Regions from separate parts of the Gossypium hirsutum genome. Here region 2 is linked to region 1. Evidence: chromatin contacts called from public Hi-C data. All regions are on one chromosome and are shown on one strand. The core of a region is the stretch at or near the end of the contact, and the rest is flanking DNA. Distances in the headings are between cores, read along the strand shown.

Evidence for each region. Hi-C and Micro-C count contacts between places; a contact is called where the count stands out from the background.
Region 2: a Hi-C map of leaf shows a contact between it and region 1, with 2.0 times the contacts expected there. The contact joins the promoter of LOC107901564 here to the enhancer-like site in region 1.

Annotation. Positions count from the first base shown.
Region 1 is chrD06:21,489,876-21,496,504 of Gossypium_hirsutum_v2.1, reverse strand. No RefSeq gene overlaps it. Among protein-coding and RNA genes, the nearest start is that of LOC107901557, 76 kb to the right of the region's middle. Within about 2 kb of position 3,099, at least 3 of the 9 cell types and tissues checked have an H3K27ac peak or open chromatin away from gene starts, as enhancers often do. A contact at or near this core is called in leaf, where this site is marked.
Region 2 is chrD06:21,957,683-21,964,311 of Gossypium_hirsutum_v2.1, reverse strand. It overlaps LOC107901564 (transcription factor MYB3R-4), which reads right to left and starts at 4,274. Exons shown (of 12, transcript XM_016827623.2): 1 at 3,918-4,274; 2 at 3,396-3,533; 3 at 3,144-3,198; 4 at 2,843-2,900; 5 at 2,666-2,760; 6 at 2,444-2,547; 7 at 1,985-2,113; 8 at 152-1,763. The coding sequence starts at 3,478.

The sequences.
Region 1 (6,629 bases), core at 1,850-4,349:
GATTACTAATATTCAAAGTGAGTAATGGAATTAAATTTGATCTTGGTTATATTATATTTAACCAAATTTTAAAGCTTGCAAAAGTTGGTGATGTGTAACTAGGTTTTCCATGTTGTAATTTAATCCATCGACTCCTTATGAGGTAGAAAATTATTAAAAATAGTGATGATTCTTTAGAGCCTTTACCACATGAATTGAAATACAATATCAAGTATGATTTTTGGAGTCATGTTGATAACACCATCCCAACTGAAGCTCCAATTATTGAAGAACATGAAGAGGATCCTACTATTGAGGAAGTTGTTATACTTACAATTGGAATCACAAACACTTTACCTTGTGCAGAAAGAGTTAGAACACCAAATAATATTTATTGGATTTTCTAAAATCCCTGCTACTGAGCATTAACAAGAGAAAAGCTCGATGTCATACAATACATTCAAGATCTGGAAATTGAAGAACTTTAAAGTCCCTTATTGGATTTTCTTTTCGAAAAATGAGTAGAGACATAGGAGTGAGATTTTTAGGGGAATTTTTGTTGGTTTTTTTTTTGTTTTTTTATTGGGTTCATGGATTGTTATTTCAAATTTTAAACTTTGGTTTGTTTTTTTTTTTTAATTTTTGTTTAAGCTTTAAAGGCATTTTATTATTGTTAGGGAGATTTGAAATTGTTTAACTAATCTCTCTGCTCTTCTGGTTGTAATTACTTTTTGCTTGTGTTTTAAGATTTACCAAAAATGCCAAATTGGGGATATTGTTAGGATTTAGAGTTGTTGTATAGATGAAGTGGCTTGACTTGTGCCAACATTGGCAACCACAATTCTCTAGCATAACACTAACTTTAGTTGGAAAAATTTTTACTTTATTTTTGTATTAGTTTCACTAATGTTTTATGTAGTAAAAAAAATTAGAATGTCAAGTATAAGAGCTTAAATAACTTTCTCTTCATGGGATAAGAAGCTAAGGCATATAAACTCCATATGATTTCTAATACTATGGAAGATAAGGTGTGAGAAGTCCTAGTAATTTTGAAGAGTTTGTTGTTGACGTGAAAAAGAGATTTGGTTATTTAAATGATGAGTGTTTAAAACAGAAGTTGAATGAGCTCATCAATCTTAGTGAGTTGGTTATTTAAATGATCTACATTATTGAATTATGTGATATGATTTTTATGTTAGTGATTAAATCTATTTGCTCAAGTAAGGAATTTGCTTGTTGAGATTGTCATCTTTGAATGACTGTATAATACCTACTAAGTGATAGAGAAAATATGTAATGGGAGGTTGCAACTTGAAAGTTAGAGGGTTAGGCTTAAATAATTGTTTCTTTATACTATGTTGATATTAGTGAAATGGTTCTCTAAGCAAGGCTCCACAGATATAGGTTAAGCATGAATTGTGTTGGCAGTCTATGTGTGCAAAGTCTTGTTGTTATTTCATTTGTTATGGCTTCAACTTTTATCATAACATAACTGAGCATACTTTTAATATGCACAAATTGATAACATTATTAAATGCTTCCATTAGAGTGGAGATGTGATTTTTTTTTACTGTTATTCAGTCACACAATCAAAGCTATGTAAAAATTTAGACAACCATATTCAAGTTAGTGATGTTTAGGCGCCAAGACACTCATACGGAGCTAGATGCATCAAAACCACTTCCCACCATATTAAAGTTAGTGATGTTAAGGCGAGCATTTTTTTGCACCTTGCACCTTAGGTTATTTAAGGGTCTTATAGCCTTGAGTCCGCCTAGCGATTTTGACAATACCAATTCAAGTAATAATAAATTTACATGTTAGTCAATTATTTAAAATTGTTTTTTAAATCATACAATCCCTTTAACGGTAACAACTAACGATGTTCTCAATGTATACTTACTAGCAACGTTATAAAAATAGATAAATAAAATTATGTCAGATTAAAGAGATTAAATCTGAAATTTCAACGTAGTAGAAGGATTACAATGAAATTTGATCAATTTAAATGGATGTCCAACCAAACGTGTTCATTTTGGTTTGCTTTTATCACATGCAAAGACTTGCTTAGAATTTAGGTAAGAAGATGGGCAAAGCATATTGGAACTAAAAGCAAGTACCTACAACCTTCCAAAAAAAAACAAAAAAGTACCTACAAGGCTAAAACTTTATGCATCTTCCTACTGTTTAACTAACCCAAAAAGGATACAACTATTAAGGCTTTTTAAGCTTTGTTTTTAATCTTTAAAATAAATTAATTTACCATTAAATAATGATTATGTACTTTTTGGCTTCAACCAAATTCTATAATCACATAGTTTTTTTAGTAATTAGTTTCCATAATTTATTTTGAGGTAATTGCTCCAAATGGCTTTACATTCTAGCTGAGTGCTTAAAGTTCTAGTTTCATATTAGTTAGGTTCTTCGGACAAGTTATTAGGTTGGATATTAAGTGTTAGTTTGAATCTAACGTGGGCTATATTTAAATATGTTGATCAAATTTTTAATACGTGTGTATATATTGTATAAATAATAACATATTAGGAAAAAAAGACGTAAATAAAATTTATACGAACAATTTGTTTTAACACGTTAAATTCAAGTTGTCCATCTGATAAGTATACACATATTTAAATTTAATCCATTTAAATATGTACAATATCATATGTAAGTTAACATTTAATGTCTAAACTACTAATAATTTGATGAATCAATTGAGACAATGAAATTTAGTATAATTTAAAAATTAAATAATAATTTAGAGATGGATGATGCAATTAAATTTTCTTTTATATATTTATTTAGCGGCGCGCAAAAGCTTAGTTGGGCCAGAATCTCAAAAGAAAAAAGAAAAAGACTTAAATACATGTAAATCTATACCCATTATACGACTCATAGTTTCAACAAAATAGAACTCCCAAAAGGCCTAACCCATGCTAAAACTCTGATAAAAGGTCCAATAAGAAATTTTAAACACATTATTGACAAAACTGTTGATTTCATTCAAATTAGATGCCTTTAGCGATGAAATGGCCCAATCAATCATGTTGGGGAGAGACAATCTAAATACACCCACCTTTTTTCAGCCCTCTCTACCAAAATCCACTTGATAGAAGTTGCATTTTTAAGTGAAGCGGTGGCAGTTGGAGACATTATTTGGGGCTTTATATGTAATAAGTATCTATGCAAATTAGCCTGTTCAACTTATCAAAGGTCTTCATGGGCTTCGAAGATCATATGGCTATATAAACTGACATGGTTTTAGTCTTTCCATCACGGAACCGGAGCTTGTTCTTAGTTTTTTATTTTAGGTGCGTTCTAATTATGAATTTAGGATCTTTTCTATGTTATGATTTAGGATTAAATTTATGAGATAATATAATTTTTCTCCTTTAAATTTGGCAATTAGTTTATATTGATATACTTTCTTTATCCACTTTGACATTTGAACTTAACAGTTAAATCCATTGTGATCCCTAAACTTGAAAAATATAAAAATTTGATGATGTAGCACTCTAAAATTGTGCCACATCATTACATGAAAATTTAAAATTTATAAATTTTATATAAATTTTCAGATGATGATGTGGTACAACTAATTCAGCATGTTCCCAATTCAACCACAAATCAGACCATTGGTTCCCAATTCAACTAGTTTGATTAATTCAACCAACAAACCAACAAAAATTAAATAAGTAATTAAAAATTCATAAAAATATAAAAACGTAAAGTAACAAAAAAAATATATTAAACTGGTTCAATTGACAATTTTTGTCCTAGATTTTGATTTTTACCAATTTCAAGCAGTTTCCGTATCAATCAGTTCAACCATTTTGTTCGAGCATTGCTTAATTCTCGGTTCGTCTATTTTGATCATGTTCTAGAAACATTGGTTACATCACCAAATCTTGACAGAACCCAAGTTCAGGGACAAAAATAGATCTAGTTGCCAAGTTCAAGGATCAAAGTGGACAAAAAAAATATAGGTACCTAAGTAGACCTAATTGCCAAGTTCAAGGGCCAAAATTTATATTATCCGTAAATTTATATACTTTATTTTTAACATAGTTTGATAGTCTATTTTTATAATATTATTAGTAAATTCAAATTTATAATACCTTTTATTATTGACAATAAAGAGATGACGCATTTTTAAAAAAATAGTTGTAAGCATTAGTTCGCATATATTTGTTATTGATTGAACATGGTTGATTGAATTTTCACATGGTATTGATTATGTAATTGAATAATAGTAAAAAGAAATCCACACCATTACTTTAATAGTAGCAAGTAAGGGTGGTATCATTTTGGACTTACTAATATATATCCATAATAAGAGCTAGTAAAACAGGCTTGAACTTGAAAGGCTGTCCATGTCAATCCGAGTTTGAGAAAGCTCGAGCCTGAAAAAATCTTAGCCCAACAAAAACAGAGCTCAAGAAATACCCGAGTCTATAAGAATTCGAGTTCGAGACCAATTTGGCCTGAGCTTGAGAATAATTTAACCCAAAGTTCGGAAAAACTCGAATTTATAATTAAACACCCATATACATTAATAATTAATATAGATTTCAATACTAAAAAAATAAATAATAATTTTTTTATTTATGAAATTTTATTCATATGCATGACATATTTATAATAAAATTTTATTAATAGGAACCGCAATTAATAGTAATTTTTATGTTAAATTATAAAGTTAAAAATTAAAAATATTAGTTTAATATAAAATATTTTTACGACTATGATTATATATGTATAATAAATATATAAAATTAATAATTATTAAAATCTATAGTATATAATTATTATTATATTACATAATATTATATACTATATGATATAGTATTACATGACATAGTAGCAGAGCTAACTTTCAAATCTATGAAAAGTATAGCGACCTAGAACATATTTCAAATAATATAATAATTAATAATTAATAATTAATATATAATGTACTTCTATTATATATAATAAAAGAAATAATATTACTGAATATTATAATGTTTAATCATTGATGCATATATATAAATTATTAATATATTATATACTATAAGATATAATATTATGTAATATAGTAGGAGGGACAACTTTGAAATGTATGAAAAATATAGGGACTTAGAGTATATTTTAACTAGTATAATAATAAACAATAATATATGATAATAATTAAAAATATTATGTACTACTCTACTATTATAACATGTGATATAGTATTATATAATGAAATAATATTATATATATATAACTATAATTATATTTTAGACTATAATAAAAGATATCATATCAATAACTATGTGTAATTTAGTATATTAAAATGTATATTTACAATTATAACTAGCAATACATAAAATATTATTAAAAATTTAATATATTAATATGTTAGGCTGTCGACCTATAAAAATAAAAACTTACTTGAAAAATATAAAAATTAGTAGATAGCAGCAAGTAGATTCATATCCATAGAGACCAATGATAATTTTATTTCTCTAATACACAAGTAAAATAAAGATGAAGGGGATTAGAATTAAAAACTAAAATTAAAATGAAGCAAAGTAAAAAGAGATCATAAAATAAAATAAAATAAAAAATGAAGAAACTCTAGCCAAAGGTAAAATCTCTGTTTGATTCATAGATTTGGTTATCGACGCAAGAATAACTTCAATGCCTTAAATTAGTTCTAGTTGTTGACTCAATGTCGGGCAACCAATCTCTCTTTATTTATTCGGTAACCAAGAGACAACTCATTTGAAATTACTTCCCTAACCAATAAATAACCTTACAACTCAACAATTAAGATTTAACTTATCAACAAGATTTAGAACTAGAGTTACCTAATTCTAACCAACAAACTCACCTCAATGGGGTTCATTTAATCACACATCCACACCATATAAACATAAACTATAACATAAATGAGTTATGTAATTCGTCACTAGTATTAGAATAATTTAAACAATTACAAATTTAATTATCCTAATTGAAAAGGAACGCGTTCTAAACTATCAAATATGACTACATATTTAATAAACCTGAGCAATTGTAATTAAAACAAAAGATGCATGAATATCAAAGAATAAAGAAGAATTAAAGTGCAAATTAAGTCTCACGAATTTATTGAATCAAACTTCAATTAACTTTTGACTAGAAAGACAAGTCTAAAACCCCATAAAATAAGGAAAACAAGATAAAACTAAGAACGGCTAGGTCTAAGTCCCCTAATCTTAACCTGATAATGTCTATTTATAGGGAAAATTATTATATTGAAGAAAATACAAAAGTGCCCTTAATTAAATAAAATAGAAAATTTCAAGATATTTTGGCAATTTTTGCGTTAAACTTCTAAACCATTTTTGGATGTCTTCTTGATGTTTGTGGGATTCATCTGTGAAATTGCCTTAGTTATATATTGTGATTCCCTTCGAATTTGTATATTATGAGTCCAAAACAGAGGTCTCTAACTGAAGTTATAGGCAAAATACTAAAGCTACACGGTTGAATCAAACCGCAAAATAAATAAAATATAAGTATAAATACTATAATTAAGAACAGAAATAACTTAATTTAAGGTGAAAAATATCACAAATAATTGAAAAATTACGCACTTATCAAACTCCCCCAAAGTTAAATCATGCTTGTCCTCAAGCATG
Region 2 (6,629 bases), core at 3,025-5,524, 470 kb before region 1:
AAAACAAGGCCACAAGAGAAAACAGCATAAGTTGTACATACTATCAGCATCATATATAACTTGGATAAAAATTTGACATGGATTTAATCTGGCAACTTCACCTTGAGCTAGAAAACATCAAAATCATTGAAGGGAAGAAGAAAGAACTCACAATCTTTTCTGAAGCATGAGCATCAGTTTTGTCCTTGATATCAATTCCCCAGGCTTCCTTTTTTATGTTTCCTGGGGAATTAGTTCCATTAGAATCTTTCTTCTGAGCTTCATCATCTATTGGCTCAGTGTATTCTCCCCCATTGTCTAGTGACCCATGAAATTCTTGATACACGTTTTCTTTTTCTTCAATGGAGGTTCTAGCATTGGTTTTACGTTTAGATGGAGACACCTGAGATGTATTGCCAGTAACACTTTCATCAAACATCACATCCAAACGAGAGAAGTCTTTGGTCAAACTGGATGTCATATCAATTTCCAGCTTTTTCTCCCTTCGTCTTTCTGATAAAGGTGATAAAAGGTCACGATGGCGCTTTTTCAATATGGATGGTGTCCCAGTAAAAGTTTTGGCAGCACTTTTCAGCACAGCATCTGGACTGCCATCCCGAGATGGCGAATCCCACAACCTAAATGGAGAGATGCAGTTCATAGAAGACATCATCAGCTGGCGAATACCAAGGGGGCTATATTCTTGCTGCATATTACCGCCTGATGGTACAAGATCACAGCTGAAAAAAGGGACATCCAAGCTTGGAAATCGAGGAGGCTCGTAACATAGACCTCTGACATCTTCCTCTACAGGCAAGTTTCGCTTATCATCCGCAATAGGACAAGTTAGCATGGCACTTAACTCTGAACCAATACTATTAACTGAAACCAACTTCTGAGAATCCTTTGCAAGGTATGTCTGCTCTTGTAGGTCAGTATCATTTGTATGATCATCATTAGTAAAGATGAAGCCATCATGTGCATTCATGGTAAATTCTTGCTCTTGAGTTCCAAAAGGTTGACAATTTAATTGACTCTGCTCTTGGCCATACATAAGTGTACCATCCTCAACTGAAAGAAGAGAAGGAGATGCGAAAGATTGACAGCATGAGGTTGGTAATACCTCAGACCTTGAAGGAAGACCAGATTGTGAAGCTGGAGTTTTTCCAGTTTCAGATGGTTGGATGTCTGAAGGCTGACAAAGAGATATGTTTGTGCAGCCACCCAATTCAACAATATTAGATCCCTGTGTAAAATTTTCAGAGGCAAAGCACCCATCATTCACTGCTTCCGAGAATAGGACCCTACAACATTCATCATCGGTTATCAACATATGCCCACCAAACTGGTAATCCCCACTGGAAGAGTACCCTACTTCACAAGGTATTTCTGGAATGGAGAAGTTGACATCTTCAAAAGATGGGTAATATTCTTCTGAACAAGGTGCTGAACTGGAATTCCTCTCTTTTGACACACCAGGCATTTCAGTCAAGTGGAATTGCTCTCTTGTATGTACAGCAGCAGTAGCTAAATCACTTGCTGATTGAGAGCAGCCAATCATATTTGACTCTTGGCTGCATTCTGATATGTCCTCTGATTCTTTCCTACATTTGGCACCACTATCATCTACAGTGCTCTGCATCCTCAGAGAAGATGAAGGCATAGGCTGGCTTTGATTTGCAAGAACCGGGAATTGAAGTTGTTCTAGAAGGCCAGATGCTATGTAAGAATCCAACTTCTTTTTTACTGAACTGTTCCAGTGATTTTTTATTGCATTGTCTGTCCTGTTCCCGTACAAAGATGGAAATAAAGCAAGTTATTGGTACGTTCAAATGCACAAAATATGTTAGCTTTTAATTAACAGAACAATAGAGTTAAGACAAACATGAGAGGATGACTTGCAGGAATAGGGAGAAGCAGTAGTTAAAAGAATAAAAGGCAAAATAGGCAACCTTAACATATCATTGATGGAAAGGTGTAGCTTCCCTTAGTGATAATAACATACCTTCCTGGCAAGAACTTTGTGAGCTCTGCCCATCTGTTTCCAAAAATCTGATGAGCACGGACTAGAGCCAGCTCTTCTTCCTGAGTCCACGCCTCCCTGTTTATGGAAGGATTGAGATGATTGTGCCACCTGCGTAAGCAATTAGTTCTATGAGCACAAGTGTAAAAACTGGAACACATTTTCTTTCTTAATTTAGGCAGAAAGAAGGGAGCACTACAACAGCAAAATACTTTCATAAAATCCAAGAGATGTCTACAATAATATCCAAGAAGGATAACCCCTGGCAAACTGTTAAGTTCAACAGGATTAACCAATGCAACCAGGCTTTGCCCAGCTGTTCTCATCCATCCTGGGAAAGGACACATTCCAAGGTTCAACATTCCCCTCTTCATGGCCTTCTCCAATGTTCTAAATGTAGGTAGGGTTAAACTATCAAAATTAACAGCTCCACTATCACACCTTTCCCTGCATTGCTTTCCAATACGTCCAGGTAAGTGCTGAGCAATGGTTGACCACTTTTTTGGCCCATATTTGTTCACCAACTCAATAATCAGCTCATCCTCCTGCTTATATTTAACAAAATAAGCTCAGAATGTCCTAATAGTATAAAGAAAAAATTCTGTTTTGTCAAGAACAAACACTTCAAGGAATTGCAAGAAAGAAATAAGTAAAATCAATCACCTCTTTTGACCATGGCCCTTTAACAAGTTCCGGGTTCAAAACCTTTTGCCACCTATGTAAGCACTGTACATCAGTCCTATCCTTGAAACACTCCGCTGCAGATGAACCAGCCTTACAATCAGAACATGCAAATCGAAGCACGAAGGGTTATCATGCCACTTCAATTCGAAATCATACCTATCTTTTTCCAATTTTTTCCTTTAAAACGTTGAACAGCTTTGCTCAGAATGTCATCCTGGGGGGCCATTAATTATGTTGTCAAATTGAAAATCATTTAGGAATATATACATACATATACTGATAGACACACAAAACATACACACATCTATATATGGACACCAATACAGATCATATTTAAGGGCAGGAGCCACAGGACTAGAACGGATACTACAATACATGACACAAAAAGGGAAAAGGTACAAAAAGGTATAGACTTGAAACAGAATAGAAAAAACATAACAAAACAAGATAATAATACCTCTGCAGCAGTCCATTGTCCTTTTGTAGATCGCCTTGTAGGACCACTAGTCCTCCTATAGAATGAAGCAATGTCAAGAAACTCAGCAGCATATAAAACAATCAATTTCTTGTAACTTGTACAATAACATAAGAATAAAAAAACATTATAGTGGGAGAGGAAGAACAGCCAAGAACATCAATAATGGTATTAAAATTTTCAAGTTAAGAGTTACTAAAAATAAGAATCACTATGCTATTAAAAGAAAAATACCCATGAACAGGTCGAATTCTCTGAGCACCATCACTGCTGCCGAGCCCAACCGAAGGAGTTGATACTTTAATGTCACTTTCCATAGTTTGTTTACAGATGAATAAAGCTGCATACCCCAATCCCAACTCTACAACACTTCTGTCCGCAATATGCTCTCAAAATCATTATAATCAAACCTAACTAGAAAGTTCCTCCCCGCCTAACTACAGAACAAACTAACATAAAAGAGAAGAAAAAAAAAACGAATAACTTTTATACTTATAACTAAAAAGTCAGACGTCAACGAATTTGAATTTTTTGTACGAAATTCGAGTAATTTAACCAAAAAAATTTTAAAAAATCGAAATTTAGAATAAATTCTCTAAAATTCAAACCCTAGATCATGACCAAAATCAAAATTAGTTTCTAACAACTCGGAAATTCAACATTTAACTTGAACAACAAGAACAATTGAATTCATTTCAAGTTTATAAGATTTTAAAAAGAAAAACCCTAAAAGAAGAAAAAGAAAGTACTACGCACCAAACCGAGCTTCGAAAACGGAGAAATGGAGAACCGGTCTAGAGGGGAAGTAAAAACGGAGCGCTTTAGCAGATTCAAAGCGAAGATTATGAAGAGAAATTGAAGGTTTTTTTTTTTTTTTAGATCTGCAAAAGCAAATGCGAAAAAAAAAGGGCAAAGCGAAGCGTTGCGAGAGAGAGGATGAAACGGTACAAAAGAGATATTCAAACATAAAGGGGCGGACGAATGGTGTATTTCAAACCCTATGGTTTAAGATCGACTTGTTACGGATTTGACGGTCCAGATTTGGCCACGTCGGAATCGCTGTCGTCAACGTTTTGGTACGACCTCTTCTATTCTTTTCGTTCTTTCTTTTCCAAATTTCAACAACCATTTTTGTTCTTCTTTATTTGAAACTAATAATTAAATGTTAAATTTGCTTCCAGTCCCTGTATATAAATAAAGTTTTTATATTTAATCCTTATGTTTGAAAACTTTAAAATAGCTTATATGTAAAAAAAAAAAACCTTAAGAAAATAAAAAAAAAAATCAATTAAACTCCTCCTTCTATCATTGACCAAGTTGATTGCTAAAATAAAATTAACGGACAACCATAGTGACGTGTAATAACTTCTTGTTTAATCTAATTTTTTTATAAAAATGATTAAAGAATCATTAAAATTATTATAAAAATCACAAAAAAATAAATTTATTAAATATTTTAAAAAATATAAAAATCTATATGAACTTATAAAAAATTGTAAATATTATAAAAATATAAAAATTCTAATAAATTATAAAAAAATTATAAAATTGATAAAACATAGTTAAAATGTTTAAAATTTTATAAAAACATATTAAAATTCTATAAAAATAATAAAAATTATAAAAAATATTAAAACTGATATAAACTTATAAAAGTTATTAGAAAATCATAAAAACTAGGCCAGATCAGTTGGTTGGATTGATTAGACTGAAATCGATAAGGGTATCTGTCCGAAGAAAGCCACTAAAGCTGCTAACATGGAACAGATTGAACTATTTGTTTTTTACTCTTTTTTTAATGTTTTATTTAATTGAATTGGATAAATCAGTAGAACTTGCAAACCAATGACTTCTGAAAACCTTGGCTATTCTAACATATGCTAATAGTTGAATAATAAAATTTTGGTTTGATAAAAATATTAAAAAAATAAAAAAATCGGTTCAATCGTTTGATTCCCTAGTCAATCGGTCTAATGGCTTTCCCTGAACCGTTATCGTTGCCAATTTCGGGCTAACCACTCCAATTCAAGTTTGTATTATTTTTTTATATAATTTTTATAAGTTTATATCAATTTTAATATTTTTAATACTTTTTTACAATTTTTTATTAGTTTTTAAGAATTTTATTTTTTTTTAAATTTATATATTTTAAATAAGTTTTATTAATTTTATATATTTTATAATTTATTAGATTTTTATATATTTTTAATATTTATAAGTTTTTATAAATTTTAATAATTTTAATGAAATAATATTAGATCAAATCAAAAGCTATCATGTGTCACCATGTGATTGGTCCTTCAATTTATTTTTCAATGGTTAACATAGTCAACGACAAAACCATTAACGTCAAGAATGATGCTTTGATAATGACAAGAACTTAATTAGATGCAAATTTACTATAGGAACTTAATTAATTTTTTTAACATATAAAATTAAAGGCATGTTTGATTTGTTAGGGAGGAGTTGGATTACATGTAAGGTAGAGGTTTTAAGTTGAATTTATTTTACTTTTGAGTTGAATTTAGTCCACTCGTTTTTTTCGTACTAAGTTGATTCTAATTATAGTTTTTTATTTTTAATTTAGTTGTGCTTTATAGTTTATACTAAATTAATTACTCGGATATGTATTAACTGTGGTTTTCTTGTATTTGTGATTTCAACCTATAATTTACTTATAAATTATTTTAAAAAAGTATATTTATTTTCAAAAAAAAAGAAGCTTATTTTCATTTTCATTCTCATTCTCTTGACAAATGAAAAATGAAACATTAAAAAAATATATTTAATTGAAAATTTTAAAAGAAATTCTTAAATCACACCAACCTAAGTGTCTTACTTCTAAATTTAAAAATCATAATTTAATTGTTGACATTGTTATTATTTTCTGTTAAAATTTAGTATTAATATACCCATACAATCTTATTAAATTTAAAATCAAATTATTATGAACTCAATAAGCATATGCGATAGTAAACAAATTGTGAAGGAAAATTCTAATTGTGGAGTAAAATATTTAAATCGAAAAATAAAAGAATTTAATTTTTAAACTTTTTTAAGTTAAGGATTAAATTTAGACTTTACCAATATACAGGGACTAAAGGAAAATTTGACCGTAATTAAAAGGTAAATCTAAAAGTAAATTCTTGATTCACTTTTCGTGATATGTAATTATAGCCACGAAATCCTAACAGCACCGACAACAAATATAGTTGAAATGCGAGATAAATAATACTCATTTTGTTACAATAAATTTGTCATATTTGAACTTTTTTTTTTTCAAAATGTCCCCTTTTATTATTATAAATAAATATTAAAATGAATTAAGCTTTATAAAAATATCTTAAAATTATTATATATGTTATAAAATAGAGAAATAAAGGGAGTAAAAACAAAAGAAATAGAACAACAAAAGAGAAGTGTGTAAAGCTTATTCGAAGTCTATACTTGTAGACATAAGAAATATAC